Linked DNA regions of Sus scrofa: all the other regions are linked to region 1. The links are chromatin contacts, called in public HiChIP or PLAC-seq maps. All regions are on one chromosome and are shown on one strand. Each heading gives the region's core, a stretch centred on a gene start, on an enhancer-like site or on the middle of the called end of the contact. The rest is flanking DNA. Distances are from core to core; before and after follow the strand shown. Region 1 overlaps STIM1 (stromal interaction molecule 1). Region 2 overlaps STIM1 (stromal interaction molecule 1). Region 3 overlaps STIM1 (stromal interaction molecule 1). Region 4 holds the start of STIM1 (stromal interaction molecule 1).

Region 1 (2,955 bases), core at 130-2,629:
AGCACATGAATGAAGGGATGAAGCATTGAGGCAGCGCCGGTCCAGAATGACTCTGGAGCAACCGTGGATCCAGAACGACTCTGGAGCAACTGCAGATGCACAACTCTCTTCAGGCCTGAGCTGTCAAGTGACTCTTTTTTTTTTTTTTTTTTTTTTTTTTGGCCATGCCCACACATATGTAAGTTCCCAGGCCAAGGACTGAACCCATGCCACAGCTGTAACCAGAGCCACAGCAGTGACAAGGCCAGATCCTTAACCTGCTGAGCCACCAGGGAACTCAATAGTTACCTCTTTTTTTTGTGCTATTTTAGGGCTGTACTCGTGTGGCATATGGAGGTTCCCAGGCTAGGGGTCAAATCGGAGTGGTAGCTGCCGGCCACAGCCACAGCCACAGCAACGCCAGATCTGGGCAGTGTCTGAGACCTACACCACAGCTCACAGCAACGCCAGATCCTTAACCCGCTGAGCGAGGCCAGGGATTGAACCTGCATCCTCACGGATCCTAGTCAAGTTCATTAACCACTAAGCCACAAGGGGAACTCCTGATGTTACTTTGTGATTAGAATCTGAAAAGAGCCTACAAGTGCCCACACATGGAAGATGACAGCAGATGTGATGAACAAAAGAACAAAGAACAGTTTGTGTGATAGGAAGTAAGAAGAGATAAAGCAGAAACCCCACCTCTGAGCATGCTGAATGCCATGCTAAGAAATATGATGCATCAGCCTGCAGGACAGCCACTGGCTGATCTGGGCTTACCAAGGACACACAGCCTACAATAAGCACTGTCCTGCTGCAGCCATCCATTGAGTTCCCTCTGCTGCCCGCAGACTGAGAGAGCCCCTCCTCTCCCATCAGGTTCACCTCCAACTCTCTGAGCCATATGGAATCATCCAGTAACACAAATGCCCCCAAGGGTAATTCGTTCAAATTACCTTCGCCCAAGTTTACTAAAGGAAGCTGCAAACAGGGAAGCTGTCATTTGGAAAAAACAAGACCAGAAGGCCTGGATTTAAGGGTTGTTCAGCTGTGTGACAGGAGTTACTCAGTCAAACTTTCTGCATTTTAGTCATCGCTGCTACAAAATAAGAAGAGTATCTATCTCACAAGGTTGTAGGGCAGATTGAGACACCTACGCGGAGAAGCTTCGCACAGCGCCTTTCATAGAGTGAGGAGCCAGCATAGGGTTATTTGAAAAAAAAAAAAAATCCCACTCAAGGCTCAGGGCTATTATTTCCTCCTAAAGACTAAGCCCTTTCACTTGACCTGACACAGCCCTGAGGCCTCGTGAGGCGAGAGGCTACTTATACAGACTCGGGCCTGCACTACCTCCCAAAACGGGCTGGGCACACTGCCCTGTTTCCATCCTCTGTCGGGCTGGCTGAGCCGGAGGCAACTACCACCAGGCGGGCTGCGGGGACCCGGGAGGTGGGGGAAGAGCTGAGGCTCTCCCAGAACTTCAGGTCTATGAATAGCCCGGTCACGTGGCTCCAGAGGCACAGGACTGTTATCTGTAAACTTGGTGACTGATGGCCCAAGATAGGCAACTTAGGGCTGAGGTATGTTCCAGACCACAGACTGCAGCATGGGGTCCACTCTAAGCAATGAAATGTGGGTGCAAACCAGAGCCACCAGAAGCGTCACAAGATGCAGGGAAGGAAAACGCAGAGCAAACCCCTCCCTCCGCCCCAGCCCACAAGCTGGACGGTCCAGGAGAGCTCAGAGGGGGTTCAGCCTTTCCAGGATGTCAGCTGCCCTCGGAAACATCTTTGGATACTCATTCTAGCCTAGCCAACTGCATCCCCCGGAACCCCACTGCCCTCTCAGTTTGTCTCCACACCCGAAACTCAGGAAAGGAAGCCAAGGATCCTACCTCTTGACGAGTCTGCTCGCAAATTTTCACCTCCAAGTCCCGGCCCTGATTTCTGGGAACCCAAAGTCTAAAACGCTGCGTTCTAGAGATGGAGAGAGAGAGGGGGAACTCCAGTGTACCGCCCTCTGCCAGCAGCCTCAGCCACTCCACCGGGAAGAGAGGCAAGAAACATGGAACCAGGAACAAGCCACCTCAACCTCTCAGCTCCTGGGCACCTCCAGTCCCCGAAGGCCACCATCCTATGGCACCCAGGAAGGGGCTCAGTGAACGAGCAAATGACCAGAAGCTGGGTGCAAACTGTCAGTTCCCATAAAGTTTCTTTAAGGGAAGACCTGGAAAAGCTCTGTATTTTCTGTGTTTCCCAATTTTAGCACCACCATCAGGGGAAAGCAGGACATCTGTAGGAAACTTACCTACATAAAGTCATAAAGTTATTAGGTGGCAGATCTGAGATGTAAATACAGTTCTCTATTTGTGTGTGTGTGTGCGCGCGCGCACGTGCATATGCGGAAATGGCTGTGGTATATGGCCTTTTCTTTATTCCGCCAGTAAGCCTCATGAGAAGACTCAAAAAGTGAGTTTCCAAAATGCCAGGAAAGCTCTGACACCAGGAAAGGATTTAAGTTTTTTTTTTTTTTTCTTTTTCTTTTTCTTTTTAGGGCAGCATCTACAGCATATGGAAGTTCCCAGGCTAGGGGTCCAATCGGAGCTACAGCTGCCAGCCTACGCTACAGCCACAGTAACACAGGACCCAAGCCACATCTGTGACCTATATACCACAGCTCACAGCATTGACAAATTCTTAACCCACTGAGTGAGGCCAGGGATCGAACCTGCATCCTCGTGGATACTAGTTGGGTTCTTAACCCACTGAGCCACAATGTGAACTCAGGGATTTAAGTTCTTATCAGCACTTTGGGGCTCTGTGAGGTGCCCCTCTACACACACACACAAACAAACACACACAATCGCACACAGTCATACATCCCAGGGCTAAACTAAAAAAGCCACAGAGCACAGATAGGCCAAATAGGTTTAAAAGACAACAGTTTCCAAGCCTAACATGTAACTATTATACAGAA
Region 2 (2,955 bases), core at 246-2,745, 110 kb before region 1:
ACAGACTGTATCACTATCAGCCTGGGACAGGTAGGGACATGAGGGGCATTAACGGCAGGTGGAGCTGAGACTGGAATTCCCATCCGTTCGACCTCAAAGCTCATAACCATTCCCCTTACACTCAGGTATCTGGAAGGTGCAATAAATGTAGAATACCCTGCAAGCCAGACCAAAGGCCCAGAGAAAGCCCAATGGCTGAGACACGACTGGGGTGGCAGTAGCGGAGAGATTTGGGAAGGGGAGGAAGGAACGACTGAGCTGTACCTCTTGGACTCCTGAGGACCTGTGCTCAGAAGCCCAGAAAAATGAAATTCATGCCAAAGGGGCTGGGCAGGGCTTGGAAGGGCCCCCTGTTGCTCCCAGCCCTTAGCTCCCTTCCTAAGTATCTTCCATGGTGGGCAAGAGCTCAGGGGCGTCAGTTATAACGAAAATACCCTTGTACCCACCCATGCATTCCCTCTGCTCACTGGAAAAACAAAACAAAACAAAACAAAAACTCAATGCATCCAACCAAGCTTCCTCCACAGACCCATCTATGTTCATTCAGTCAGGCATCCTTCCACTCATTCCCAAGTACTTAAGGGGGTTCACAAAATGACAAGTCCAGGGCTGAGCCCTAGATATACTGACGCGAATGAGAAAACCGTCAGTGCCACTGAGGCAGTCAGGATTTATTTATTTGTTTATTTTTGTCTGTTTTGCCTTTTCTAGGGCCGCTCCCACGGCATATGGAGGTTCCCAGGCTAGGGGTCGAATCAGAGCTGTAGCCACCTACACCACAGCCACAGCAATGTCGGATCCTTAACCCACTGAGCAAGGCCAGGGATCGAACCTGCAACCTCATGGTTCCTAGTGGGATTTGTTAACCACTGCACCATGACGGGAACTCCGGTAGTCAGGATTTAGTCCAATAAAGACACGTAAACAGACAGCGGCACACAGTGTGACAGGTTCTATAATAGAGAGACACACAAGGGGTTGGATAGGCCCAAAGGATGGGGTGACAGACTCTGCCTGGAAGGACTCAGGGCACAGGATGGCCTGGGCAGACTCAGCAGAAAAAGTGAGTTTGCTCCTTCCTCCAGGAGAGGGAAAGGACCTAGCCACTGTCAGCTCTTCCTACCCTCGTAACTACCACGCGACCAGGGGACCAGGATGGGAAGGGAAAAGGATGATGAGGAAGACAAGTGACATACGGCTTCGCCCTGAGCTACAGAAGAGGAAGGCCAGGCTGTAGAACAAAAGCAGTCCAGAAAGAAGAGCACTGAAGAGTGAGTTAATCCCGTGGGTGAAACAGAAGAGGCAGAAACTGAACTAAACCTCTGAAAAATCCCAAGCCCGGATGTGTCGGTGACCAAAGCCTCAAAAGATGTGGTGACAAGAGGAAAAACATCTAGGCTGCAAGCTTACTGCTGACAACTCGCAGTCTCCGGCCCCTGGAGCTGCAAGGACTTTACCCCGACCCCCGTATGTGCACAGCAGGTGGCGCTAGAGGCACAGCGAAAACAAACCAGAGGCGCCATTTCCAGGCCCATCTCCTTCTCTCACTGAACAGTCAGTCCCTGACCCGACTGCTTGAAATTACACCATTACAGATTCAGTTCTCCACCGAACAGTCTCCTCCGAAAGCAGCCTCTTCCAAAAAGCCTATAATATGCCTGTCTTCTCTGTACAATCGGGAGCTCTTTAAAGCAGAATCTAAACTGACCCACGTTTATTACAGTCTTAACAGCATCTATAGAGATGAGCATCCGTAACTGCTATTGGGCGCAGAAATGAGCAAACATACGTACACTGAAAGCTTGCCCCGCGCCGCCGCCTCCACAGAAGACTGAGCACCTTGACAGCACATACGAGTAAGAAAACTAGGCGGCCTGACTGCGAGCCCTGCCTCTAAGGAGCTGTGTGACTATGGACAGGTCTCTTCCCTGGACAAGGCCTATTCCTTCATTTTCAAGTGGGAATCAAAATTCCTCCCTGCTTCAAAGACTTATCTTGAACCAAATGAAATCCTAGCTGGAATGCACATGTAGCATGATATGTAGTCATCCGAAATATCAGGAACTCTATTAAAAAAAACCATAGTGGCCGGCAGTGTAGGCCTGCTGAGCCAGGAGGGACAAGAGGCACGTGGGCTCTGGACACCGTCCGTCAGAGGGTGTGCGTGTGCACGGGTGCAAGGCTGGCCCTGGGCAGGTGTGTACATTCACTTCTCCAAGGGCCACAGGTCCTTTCGCTCTGGAGGCCTTGGGGAGCAGGGAGGGCGGGGAGCTTAGTTTTATCCCCAAACTTGGAATGTCTCCTGCCTAGATTCTTTGCCTTTGGAATGAAAACAGTACATGCTTTTCAGACAAGTGAAGAATGGGGACGGCCCACACAACAGCATTTAGCCCCCAGCTGGAAGAGGGCCCAGGAATAAGGGGCCCAGCAAAGTAGCCAGGAATCGGCTCAAAGATAAAACTCCTCTGGCCCCCCCAAGCTCAGCCCGCCGAAATGAATCTGCTCGGGCTGCCTTTACGGAGGCAGCAGGCTGAGGGTGTCAACACTCCTAGCTTCGTGATGTGTGACCCCAGAGAAGGCACTCACCCTCTCTGAGGCTTCACTTCCTCAGCTCTACAGTCGAGGTACAGTACCTACCGAACAGGGTCGTGGTGATGAAAAACAAAGGCGTTCAACAATACCTGGCTGAAAACGTCCGTTCCCCATCCCTCCAAAGAAAATAGTATCTACCATTTAAAAAGAACACAAAAGAGCCAGATCCCATTTCCTCTTACATGGACTCCTGAAAAGACTTCTCCACTGTCTAAAAGACAGTCCTGAAGTAGGCCTCTCCTTTTCTCAAAACCAAACCAAAGCAAAAAAGCCAAACACCTGCTCGGACTCTCAAATGCCTCTTGCACCCTACTCACCTTCTCTCTGTGAGCCTTAGGGCCCAGGGCGCGGGCCTCGCTCTAT
Region 3 (2,955 bases), core at 289-2,788, 86 kb before region 1:
TGGACAGAGATTTCCAGCAACGAAAGAAGCATGAGCAATTCAGAGAGCTGTAATGTGTGGGGCCTGTTCAGTGAACTCTGACTCCAGATTGTCCAGAGTCCAAGGGTTACACATAGGGACAAGCAGAGTGAGGCCATGCTGAGGCCAAATGATAAAAGCCCTTGAAAGCAGGTGGCCTGAAATTCCAACATCATTGAGCACCTACTACTTGCCAGGCCACCACTCTAAAAACTAGGAATAGAGGAGTTCCCTGGAGGCCTGGTGGGTAAAGGATCAGGCGTTGTCACTGCTATGGCTCAGGTCACTGCCGTGGTGCAGCTGTAATCCCTGGCTCAAGAACTTTTGCGTGCCACAGGGGTGGCCAGAAAAAAAAAAAAATTAAAATCTAGGAATATAACAGTACACAAAACAGTCACAGATCCCTGGTGCCTATATTCTGGTAGAGGGAGACAAATGAAAACTCTCTAACAAATAATTATCCGTTGGGTAGTAATAAATACCGGAAGAAAAATAAAGCAGGGTAAGGGGATAAAGAATAGTGCTACGTCAGATCAGATCAGGGAAGGCCTCTCTGACGAGGTAACATCTGCCGAGAAAATGAGGACATGAGCTACGTGGATACTTGGGCGATGGAACATTAGGTGTGACTGCCTAGCACATGAGCTGCAGCGGTGCTTCCCGGGATCGGCCAGAACAGATGCCTGGCCTTGGCCATTTCTTTTTCTTGTCAGAGAAAGAATAAGCAGTTAAGAAGTAGGCTCCTGAATCAGTATGTCCCTCCCCTAATGGTGGTGCCTCCAGATAATGCCCTCACTTTTGTCGTTTCAAACTTGCATCCCAAAAGACCTACGTCTGGCCGAAAGGTTACCAGTACCTTCTCTGTCTCTTTCATGCATCTGTCAGTAAGCTGGTCACACAGTCAGCCTTTGGTCAGACAGAGTCCAGTGGTTAAGAATCTGGACTTGGGAACCAAGTGCCTTGGCTTGAGTTCAAGACCTGCCACTTACTGGACGTAAGACCGTGGACAAGGTACTTAACCTTCTGTGCCCCGTTCTGTCACCTATGAAATGATGAGAGGCGGGTTCTCACATCACAAGAGTGCAGTGAAAAGAGGACAAGCTCCCAGCACCCAGGAAGTGCTAAGCAAACATTAGCTGCTATTGCTTTCGCCATTCATTCCTTCGCTAAGCTCTCACGGGCTTCTAGCCTAGCAGATCCTTGACTCGTTTCTAGATACCCAGCTCAATCTGGATGACCTCCAGCACCAAGGCTCTCTTCTGGAGAGGAGACAGGGAGTTAAACACGAGCCACGCCGTGCGACAAGGGCTAGGTAAGAGGGATGTACGGCGACACGGAGTGACGGACTGCCGGAGTGAGTCAGAAAAGCCATCAAGAAGCCTAGCCTCTTATCTGGCAACTCTGGACAGAGAACACTCCAAGACACCGACAGTCTTACCAAAGCAGCACTCCCCAAGGACAGTTTGCAGCTGAGGCCTGTGGTTTGTTTCTCTGAGTGGTTTCCTTCCGGCTCTCAGCAGCAGTTTGTCATCTGACCTAGAGGGCGGCAGACACCATGCCAGTGTGCCAACACGGCATCAATACCAAGCTCTAAGCTGTCACTGCAAAAAAGAATCTGGCCGTTTCACCCAGGCCCCACGAGACAGGCCCACTAGGCTATCTGGCAATAAAACAGGTCAGCCAGAGCCCGAAAGGACATACAGTGAAGACCACCTGTAAAGCAGAGACCAGGTTAGAGAAAGACTAGCAGCGTGGCTGCAGAGGAGCCAGGCAACTTGGAGTTTGGAATGTTGACTGAGCCAAACAACTTCCATAACACACACAATGGCAGACTCAAGGACAAACTCTTGTCTTCCGCATCCCTGTTCTGGGCCAGGTCCTGTGCCTTAACGTATAGAATCAGGAAGTTCCGCTGTGGCACAGTGGGTTAAGGGTCTGGCATTGCTGCAGCTGTGGCACAGGTGGCAACTCCTGTGCAGGTTCGATCCCTGGTCTGGGGACTTCCACACGCTGTGTGTGCAGCCAAAAAGAAAAAAAAAAAAAAAAAGATAGAATCATATAAGATAACGCCCTTGAGCAGTCTGTCGGGGAAATAAAAAGGCGAGGGAACAGACAGTTGCAATTCGTGTCTAGGTGCTGTGATGAGATAAATACAAAGAGGCTAGAGGAACAGAGAACGCACTAACCCAGCCTGTGGTTTTTCAGGGAAGATTTCCTAAAGAAAGAGATATTTAAATTGAGTCTTAATATCAAGTAGGATTTAACCAGATCAACAAAGAAGGAAGGAACAGGGAACAGTATGTGTGAGAGCATCAAAGGATGGAAGAGAACGGCAAGTGGATATCCTAGTAACTGCAGGTGAACCAGTGCAGCTACAGAGAAAGGGCCATGGAAAAGATAATAAAAACTCACAGAGGAGCTCCCATCGCGGCGCAGCAGAAACAAATCCGACTAGGAACCATGAGGCTGCAGGTTCCATCCCTGGCCTCGCTCAGTGGATTAAGGATCCGGCGTTGCCGTGAGCTGTGGTGTAGGTCAAAGACAAAGCTCGGATCTGGCGCTGCTGTGGCTGTGGTGTAGGCTGGCGGCTACAGCTCTGATTCGACCCCTAGCCTAGGAACTTCCATATGCCGCAGGTGCGGCTCTAAAAAAGCAAAATAAAATAAAATAAAATAAAAGACCCATAGAAAATATGAAAACAAGTGGAGCACAGAAATAAGCACGAGCCTGGTATGCAAAAGGACTCTAGCACAATGCCTTGTATATAGAAGGAATTCGGTTAATTTTGTTTCAAATGCAGGCATGTTTACACTAATTGGAGGAGAAAAACAGTAACTTTGGGGGCCGATGCTACAGAGGTGAGTAAGGAACAAGAGCATCCAAATATGAGGAAACTCTCAGAATATAAAAGAAAGCCAGATTTTCATTTACATGCAC
Region 4 (2,955 bases), core at 245-2,744, 74 kb after region 1:
CCTACCAGTCCTCCCCTTCCAAGCATTGAGCTGGGTGTCAGGGGCCAAGGAGACACTGTTTGGAGAAACAGGATTCACAGGCAAGAAGGGCCCATCTTCAAAGCAACAGCCGAGGTACCATGCTGGTACATTGGGCAATGCTGGGCTCACTTGGAAGCCAGCACCTGGGGTACCTGCAATCATATCCAGCCCAGTCAAGGAATTTAAAAGGGGGGTTCCTAAGAAAGGGTCTATGGCCAAAGCCAGCCTCTGCATCCGTCCACGAAACTTCCTAGCCACCACGACCTCCACTTCCTTTTCCTCCCTGTCATCAACAGATACTGACTCCAGCTCGCCCACCCACAGAAAGAACCCAGCTATAAACTCTCCTCACTCTGAGTTCACTGCTTCTGGCAAATCCCAGTGACAGGGTGAGAGACATGGGAATACGAAACTGAATTCCTTCTCAGCCTTATGTACAACAAGTCAGTTTTATTTTTTTTTTCAAATGGTTTTTATTTTTTCCATGATAGCTGGTTTACAGTGTTCTGTCAACTTTCTACTGAACAGCAAAGTGACCCAGTCACACACACACATATACGACAACTGGATTTTAAACGTGCTCTGCTCTCCTGCCACAGCACTCCAGGGCTCCTGCTGTTTGACAAGGCTCCCTGGGTGCACAGGGAAAACCAGGACAGATCGAAAATACCGTAGAATTCCTACCCTCATCAGTCAGAAGAGAGAGAATAAGCCAACAAGTGGTCCCAGGAATTTTATCACGCCCGTTTCAGGAAAAGGCCATTGAACTCCACGGCGGTAAGTCAGAAACCATCTAAGGAACGAGCTGCTTTGCTATTTCAAAGGGGCACAGCTAGGAGACAGCGGATCACCTAGGGGAAGGGAGGGACTTGGCTTCCCACACTTACTGGAATAGCCCGGCACACCTCAACACTACGTTATGGAGTAACAGAGCTGGCCCGGTCCTGGCTCTCCCTGACCAACCCAAGCAGCCTCAACCTCCCTGTGCTGCCAAGTGCTGAAACTGGCCAAGAGCAACAGCCTTATCATCCGCGCAGGCCACCCTCGCAGTCAAGTCGTCCTGAGAAGGGGTCTTGGCCTGCTGACCTGCAAGGCCAAGCTACCCCAAAGGCAGACCTCCTTTCACTGCCAACAAAGGACACCCTGAGGAGGGATGAGTGAAGTTGTCGGAGAGACAGAGAGACAGTAGTCACGGCTCCTGAACAGAAAGAACTCCTTGGACTACTAAGAACAGCCAGTGCCATGTGTGGGGCCTCCATCCACTGCACATGCAGAGACCCAGGGTTCAACTTCCCCACTTGGGCAACTCAGTTCTTGCCCGTGGCAAGGCCTTACCTGCTGCAGTGGACTCCTCAGAACCGGCCCCTGAGCCAGTTCCGGTCGCCTTCTCGCCGTGGCTTTGGCTGAGGCTCTGGCCGTGATGCAGGAGGAGCCCCCAGAGGAGCCACAGGGCGAGACGGGCGCACACATCCATGACTCCCGGTCTCAGTCACCATGCGCCGGCTCTGGCCACCTCGGGATCCCAGAGGCAAAGCCGGGAGCCCCGGAGTGCAGCCGACGGTCCTGGAACCCCAGGCAAGATGCCCTCAAGGTGCCGCAGCTGTCCAGCCACCCGCGAGTTGGCCTCCTCTGGCAGCCAAAGGTCAAGTGCTCCAAGTTTGGGCGCAGGAGGAGGGCCGGCGCCTCTGGTCCAATAGTGGGTCCGCCGGAGCTGCGACGGCCTGAGCGCCCTGTCGGCTCGGGCCGCTTCCGGAGAGTTTGGGCTGGGTGGCCGCGGAGCGGCTGTCAGCTCCGCAGCGGGCTACACCCCTGCGAGACGGGGCGGGCGGACAGGACGACCTGCGGGCACCGGGGTGGGGGAGGGAGACAAGAGAGGGAGAGAGGGGGGCACCTGGCCGCGCCCCGCCGAGCAGCAGCGAGCAGCACAGGTTCGAGGAGGGCGTGCGACTCCCAGGCCCCCGCGGGTGGCTCGGGGATCCCAGGCCTCCTAGGCCGAGGTCAGCGCCCCCGCCCAGTCCCGTGCCCAGGCGCCCGGCAGTGCCCAGGTTCAGCAGGCGGACGCGCACGGGCCAGGCCCGGGACAGAGGCTCGGGAGCGGGCGGGCGGGCGGCGCGGGGCGGGCCCGGGGCGGGCGGGGGCGTGCTCTCCGGCAGGCCCGCCCCGCGCCGCCCGGCCCCCAGCGAAGCCCGGGCCCGCCCCAGCGCCGGGCTTCTCCCGGAATAACCTGGGCAAGGCAGCCGCCCGGCGCCCCCGGACCCCCGCGGGCGCTCCCGGCCGCTGGCCCGCGCGGGTCTCGGCCAGGACCGCTCTCCCCCGCCAAGGCTCGGGTCCCGGCCTCCCCGTCCCCCGCGAGCGTCTCCCCCGCGCCAACCGCCGGCGGAGGGACCGGCGGGCCCCCGGCACGCAGTCGCTCAGGTAACCCAGGCCCGCGGCGACAGCTGCGAGGATGACAGTAGCAGCCCGGCCCGGATCTCTGGCTCCACTCGCCTCAGCTCTAGAGCCAGGCTGGACAGAAGCCCTCAGCACCACTACTGCCGCCCGGGGCTGCGGCGGCGACAACCGCCGGGCCTGCTGCGGCCGGGGGCGCGCTCCCAGCCCCCCACTCCGGACAGGCAACCGAAGCTCCGCCCTCCCGCCGCGCCTCGCAGCCAATCGGCTTCCTCCTCTCTGCAGCTTAGGAACCCGCGCGCTTCGTCACCCCGTGCGCAGCGGCCCCTGGCGGGCAGATCTGGGTGCTGCAGTCGGGACCCGGGCTCCTTGGGTGGCCCTGCCCCTTTGCGGAGCGTTGGGGAGAGGAGCGAGGACCCGCCCCGCCGGAGGCCCATTAGGGCCTGTTGGTGTTTTAAGAGGAAATGATGCCAGAAAACAAAATGAAGCGTCCAAGCCACTGTAGGTAAAACTGCCCTACCCCTCCCCTAAGTCTCAGCTCAAGGG

What was found. HiChIP or PLAC-seq counts read pairs in DNA pulled down with a chosen protein or histone mark.
Region 2: an H3K27ac HiChIP or PLAC-seq map of skeletal muscle shows a contact between it and region 1. The contact joins two enhancer-like sites. A contact is called at or near these places in 1 of 5 promoter capture datasets (liver), 28 of 47 Hi-C or Micro-C datasets (alveolar macrophages, blood, brain and 13 more) and 2 of 2 datasets of contacts at active chromatin or transcription factors (alveolar macrophages and skeletal muscle).
Region 3: a contact with region 1 is called in an H3K27ac HiChIP or PLAC-seq map of skeletal muscle. The contact joins two enhancer-like sites. A contact is called at or near these places in 14 of 47 Hi-C or Micro-C datasets (blood, fetal liver, liver and 7 more) and 2 of 2 datasets of contacts at active chromatin or transcription factors (alveolar macrophages and skeletal muscle).
Region 4: a contact with region 1 is called in an H3K27ac HiChIP or PLAC-seq map of skeletal muscle, with 4 times the contacts expected there. The contact joins the promoter of STIM1 here to the enhancer-like site in region 1. A contact is called at or near these places in 1 of 5 promoter capture datasets (liver), 10 of 47 Hi-C or Micro-C datasets (blood, brain, embryonic fibroblasts and 5 more) and 2 of 2 datasets of contacts at active chromatin or transcription factors (alveolar macrophages and skeletal muscle).

Annotation. Positions count from the first base shown.
Region 1 is chr9:6,194,377-6,197,331 of Sscrofa11.1, forward strand. All of the region lies in intron 1 of STIM1 (stromal interaction molecule 1), which reads right to left. Among named protein-coding and RNA genes, the nearest start is that of STIM1, 74 kb to the right of the region's middle. Within about 2 kb of position 1,380, at least 6 of the 83 cell types and tissues checked have an H3K27ac peak or open chromatin away from gene starts, as enhancers often do. A contact at or near this core is called in fetal skeletal muscle and skeletal muscle, where this site is marked.
Region 2 is chr9:6,083,881-6,086,835 of Sscrofa11.1, forward strand. The region is part of intron 6 of STIM1 (stromal interaction molecule 1); the gene reads right to left. Among named protein-coding and RNA genes, the nearest start is that of RRM1, 20 kb to the left of the region's middle. Within about 2 kb of position 1,496, at least 24 of the 83 cell types and tissues checked have an H3K27ac peak or open chromatin away from gene starts, as enhancers often do. A contact at or near this core is called in skeletal muscle, where this site is marked.
Region 3 is chr9:6,108,388-6,111,342 of Sscrofa11.1, forward strand. The region is part of intron 3 of STIM1 (stromal interaction molecule 1); the gene reads right to left. Among named protein-coding and RNA genes, the nearest start is that of RRM1, 45 kb to the left of the region's middle. Within about 2 kb of position 1,539, at least 31 of the 83 cell types and tissues checked have an H3K27ac peak or open chromatin away from gene starts, as enhancers often do. A contact at or near this core is called in skeletal muscle, where this site is marked.
Region 4 is chr9:6,267,929-6,270,883 of Sscrofa11.1, forward strand. STIM1 (stromal interaction molecule 1) reads right to left here and starts at 1,495. Exons shown (of 12, transcript NM_001130974.1): 1 at 1,357-1,495. The coding sequence starts at 1,495.